Regions from separate parts of the Sus scrofa genome. Here region 1 is linked to region 2. A link is a contact called in public Hi-C data. All regions are on one chromosome and are shown on one strand. The core of a region is the stretch at or near the end of the contact, and the rest is flanking DNA. Distances in the headings are between cores, read along the strand shown.

The links. Hi-C and Micro-C count contacts between places; a contact is called where the count stands out from the background.
Region 1: a contact with region 2 is called in a Hi-C map of omental adipose tissue, with 2.1 times the contacts expected there. A contact is called at or near these places in 1 of 5 promoter capture datasets (liver), 23 of 47 Hi-C or Micro-C datasets (adipocytes, adipose tissue, alveolar macrophages and 17 more) and 2 of 2 datasets of targeted methods (alveolar macrophages and skeletal muscle).

Annotation. Positions count from the first base shown.
Region 1 is chr4:108,098,762-108,101,539 of Sscrofa11.1, reverse strand. No RefSeq gene overlaps it. Among named protein-coding and RNA genes, the nearest start is that of CTTNBP2NL, 87 kb to the right of the region's middle.
Region 2 is chr4:108,034,444-108,037,143 of Sscrofa11.1, reverse strand. No RefSeq gene overlaps it. Among named protein-coding and RNA genes, the nearest start is that of CTTNBP2NL, 23 kb to the right of the region's middle.

The DNA of each region.
Region 1 (2,778 bases), core at 155-2,654, 64 kb before region 2:
CCATGTCCAACTGTGGCACTTGTAAGCTGTGTGACTGGAGATCAGTCAGCAAGATGCTTCGCCTCTCTGAACCTCATTGGGAAAATGGCTAGAACACTGACCCCTTCACGTCACTGCTGTGAGGATACATCAACTCTTATCCAGAAGAGCCCCAAACACTTCCCCTCCTCACTGTGGAACACCCCTCCCCTCAGAGAGCTCAGTAGAGGGAAGAAAAACTAACACACATGAAACCAAAAACAAAGGGTGCCTCCACTTGCTCACTGCCATGACCTCCTTCATAAGATTACTGTGAGGACAGACCCCGTTAATACCAAAGAGGACTTAGCACGTGGCTGGGTAGTTAATGAACCCGACTAATATCCATGAGGACATGGGTTCAATCCCTGGCCTCGCTCAGTGGGTTAATGATCCGGCATTGCCATGAGCTGCGTTGCCTTGAGCTATGGTGTAGGTCGCAGATGCAGGTCGGATCTTGTGTTGCTGTGGCTGTGGTGTAGACCAGCGGCTACAGCTCCAATTCAATCCCATATGCCTCAGGTACAGCCCTAAAAAGTCAAACAAACAAACAAAAAGATTGTTTTGGCTCAGCGGTTAATGAACCTGACTAGGATCCATAAGGATGCGGGTTCAATCCCTGGCCTCAGTGGGTTAAGGATCCGGCACTGCTGTGAGCTGTGGTGTAGGTCACAGGCTCAGGTTGGATCCAGAGTTGCTGTGGCTGTGGCTGTGGTCAGCCGCTGCAGTTCCCACTCGACCCCCTAGCCCAGGAAACTTCCATATGCCACGGGTGCTGACCTAAAAAGCAAAAAAAAGAAAGAACAAAAGAGGACTTAGCAGAGAACTTGGCACAAAGCCTGCACTTAATAAATGCTGGCATTATCACGACTATTGCCACTATATCCTCTCCATTATTATTACAGGCTATAGAAATCTATTACCACTGGACTTCAGAAAACGGCTGGATGTCGAAGAAAGCTTTATGAAGGGGTCCAAGCTGGGCCGTGAACGAAGCCTGGGATTTATAAAGCCACTGAGAAAGCTCTTCTGACTCACAAGAGGCAGAAAACAGGATGCTAGCCTTCTAGCGTCAGCGGGAGCATACGGCCAGGACTTGAAGAGCATACACTGCCTCCCCCTCAGCTGTGGGTGGTAGGATAATGGCAAAAGTCCTTCTTGGTGGCCTGGCCTTGGGACCACCAGCCCTGGGAGGCAGCTAATCTTCCCTGAGAAGTGATCAAATCAGCTGGTCCTCAGGTCACAGAGAACTAGAAAGCTGTTTCTCAGAGTCTAGCAGGCCCACCCCTGCTGCACCCCTGCAAGGGTGAAGATACCTTTCCCAAGGAGCCCCCAGTAGACCCGCAGGAGCACCTTCTCCCCCTCCCCCACTGCACCCCCAAGCTTCAGCCAAGCTGGCAACTCTTGCTGGTTGGACGTGGGTTCTGTGTGCTGTTTACAGTGTTGACTTATTATTCTTGAGCCTGGAAGCTTTACCAGGTATTAAATTCCAGCATCAGGCTGCTGTTTGTGCTCCTGAGTGAAGGAAGGAGAGAGCTTTAATGCTCTGCAAAAAGTAGGGCCTGAATCATTTATGAACGGGCGTCACAGGAAGCCAGAGCCGTGTTAGGACAAGGGCTGCTTCCAGAATGAAAATGTTTGTTGTGGAAGGTCCAGTTCTGCCTTCACCCCAACAATCCATAAGCCCTAGTTAGCAGGGCCACATAAATTGCTCCCTTTGCCTTTAAAGGACATTCCAGAGATGAGGGGTGTTGTGAGGGGAGGCTGCTCGCTGTATTAGGACAAAGGCAAGCAGACAATTACTTCTCTGTGATAAGAGAGAAGCTCTGTCCTGGACGCTATGGCTTACTTAGCTTTAGCTTGGTTTTCGTTGGGATGTTTTTAAAGACACGTGTGACTCTGCAGGGGCCGGCTGACTAGTTCTTGGGGGAAGCCTGCTGGCAGGTGGGCTGTGTCAAGTGAACAACCCAAGTGGACTGTGGATTCCAGCCACTTTTTTTCAGATCTCAACATCAGTTGGGGAATGTGCAGATGCAGAATCAAATAACTCCTGTGATTTATTTTTTTTCTTGGAGCCACTAGCTCAACCCCTTCATTAGAAAGGTTATAATTCAGAAAACAGAATGTTTCGTCTTAGAAACATAGATTACAAGGCTGGAAGGAACAGGAGAAAAACAGAATGAGCCTGAGAATCATGAGCATCTGGGGGCAGGTCCTTCTCTGCCCAAAACATCCCCTTCCATTCTTCATCCCCAAACCCCATTATAGGCTGCAAAGTACAAGGCAGCTCTTGGTCCTTTTCAAGACTTAAAAGACTTTATAATTTTCAGCCTCTACGGGCTTAACTGCCCACTTTGTATGCATGTCCTTGAGGTGAACAAGACCCTGAGGTACAGAAAGGGACAGAGATATCCCCAAAAAAGATCTTGGCAGTGCTGGTCTGGAACCTGGGCCCATATCCTTCTGGCCCATCAGCACCTCTCCAAGCAATACTGCAACCCAGGCAGGACCAAGAAGTCTGGTCTCAGAGCACCGGACAGAACTCTTCCCTCCTGTGAGAGGACAGGGTGATCCCCCTCTTCCGCTGTTGGGAAGCTCACGGAGGTAGTGTTGGTGATGGTCCCTTACATCTCAGAAAGCACAGGTGTCACTGTGCTCTGGCTATGTCACCAACAAACTGTGGGACTTGGGGTAACTTCATCTTCCTGCCCTTCAGTTTCCTCATCCTCAACACGAAGGTGCTGGTGACTCCTAAGGTCT
Region 2 (2,700 bases), core at 79-2,578:
CAGGGACTGGTCCTCCCCATGTGAAAGCCTCTCCCCAGCAGTGGGCTGTCTGCGTCCAAAGATGGTTCCTGTATTCCCAGCAGAATAAGGTGGACGGATTAAAGTATATTACTGGGAGAAGAAGAGGCTGCTGGTTGTTGGGGACACTCGGGGGACCCTGGTTTGACAAGATGAATTTGCTGGTGTTTTCAAGAAAAGCTATAAAGTATAAGATGTTAAAGAGAGAGGAGTACTAATCACTGTGACCCATTAAATAACTAAAGTAATGGAGGGGGACAGAGACTGAAAGATAAAAAGCGAAGACCTGAATCATTGGTGATGTTTTCCCCGAGGTAGGACTTAACAATATGCATTTTAACAAGTTTCCTGAGTGATTCGTAAGTAACCAGCTTAAGACAGGTCTTTAGAAAGACTTTTGAAGATTAAAATAAAAGGCAACACATTATAGTGGGAAAGGTACAGGCTATCACAGCCACACAGACCTGGGTACAAATCCTGCCATCACTACTTATCATCTGTGTAACACTGCTATTATTTGACCTCTCAGATTAACTCGGAGGTTCTATTTCTAGTTAGAGTCAATAATTACATCTATCCTATTGGGCTGTTGTGATGATTAAATTACAATGCATATGATGTACCTGGCACACTGTAGATATTTAATAGATGGTAGTTTATTACTATTCTTTTTATGGCCTGTTTTCTGTGTTTACAACCTCCCTACTGTGTTGTATGGCAAACTGACATTCTTGCCCCTCTGCTCTGTGACTTCACAGAGGTGAAAATTTATAGTCGAAAGGGCCGGTTCAGCATATAGTAAAATCTTCAGCACATACCTTTCCTAGAATTCCTCTTCCTTCCTCCAGAATATATCAAGGAGCATATTTTTGCTCTTAACTACCCATTAATCATTAATAATAAACCCTGTATTTTTAATCTTTACCAAGGATTTCACATATATCTCAGGACTAAACCTTGAGGAGGAGATGGAACAGACACCATGATCACTCACAGATGTCTGGGAAGTGGCCTGTGTGCAAAGCTAGAATGTGGGTGCACTGAGATTTAGAACTTACAAACACTGCACTCTCCATTAGGCTACATTTGCCATCGTCAAGACCTTTTGCCTTTGAGGAAAAAGAGGCAGGGTTATCTATCTCCTGCCGCTTCCTGCCCCTCCCCTCTGGAGTATTGGTTGGAGAATGAGAGGGCAGCCAAGATCTCCCAAGCTTGGCTGCACTGACTGCAAGGACGGTCTTGAAAAGCCTGTCCCATCCAAATCAGAGGTTGGCTGCCATGCAGCATCTCAGTTCTCCGGTTCAAAGCAGCCCGCCTTCTGCAACTCCACACCGCCACCTGCTGGACGCCGCCTTGCGCAGATCCTGGCCATCCACCGTCCACACTGCCCTACAGTTCTCCCAGAGTCCCCTAAGCCATGGCTCCCCTGCCTCAGGGGTGCTTTGGAGGCCACAGAACAGGCTGGAACCGGGGGTGGGGAGGCGGGGAGAGCATCCCTATTTCTTTCGCAGTCTTATTGTAAATCTTAATCTATGATATCGGGTAACTCTTTGCTCTCTCTCAACTTTCGTCTCTACCAAGTTGTAACTAAAGGAGGATTGGGCCCTGACTTTCCCGGCCCTCCCAGAGTGAAATGGAATAGAATAAGACACGCACTCTGCCAGATGGTAAGAATTGGGCCTCTGGAGAGGAAACTGCTATAATTTTCAGAACTAGGAGGATAAAAGCAGCAGCATTCCCAGTAAACAAATGAAGAAACTAAGTCCCAGAGAATCAAAGTAAGCAGCTGCAGGGAATAGACTTTCTTTATTCATTCATTTATTCAAAGACTCACTCCGATGTATAAATTGTGCCCCTACAATGTGCCTGGTACTGTGATATGGATGAAGACTCAATGGCTGTACTCTAAGTCTCTTTGCTGGACCACTCATCACTTTTCTCCTCTTTACCTCCCTGTCACTGTTTTCCTTCTGAATATTTTTCCCTGTGTTCTTGGTAACCCTCATTCCACTAAAAACAAATTCTACATCCACAACACCCTCCAAAACCTTTCACTATGTCCTCCCCCTCCCTGTAACGAAAACCTGGCCTTACTCCGAGGACACTGGTTCCCTTGCAGTCCTCTTGCACAGAGGCACACGCCCTCCTACATGAGTTCCATCTTCCAGCCAAGAAGAGTGCACTTGGGGTCAGCAGTCTCCCAGCTTCCCCTGCGAGTTTCACACTATGATTTTTCTACCCTCATTTAAAGCCCTCCCCAGACTGGATGGCTTGTTGCCTTCTACCTCTTCTGCTGTGACCAGCCCAGCCCACACCAGCTGAGGACTCTCCGCTTATCCCTACACATTTACTCCCACAGGGGTCCTGAGACACATCACTGAGGCCAGCCCATCCAACAACCTAACCTCCTCCAAACTTTGTCCTGATCACGTCAAAGAACCTTCTAGGCTGCTTTCGGCCATGCTTTTCAAGGCTACAGTTGGACCAATACTAGCAGGTCTCCACCTCTCAAAACTTAAACTTGAACATCCCACGAGGACCACAATCCCTCCAACTCTATTTTATTCCTCCCCCTTCACCACTCCCTGGCCTCACTGAGTTCCAGAAATTTAACCCCTTCATTGCCTCAGGGTTTATATACCCTCCTCCCTCAACCCCAGGGCCCAGCCCTTGGAAACCCAA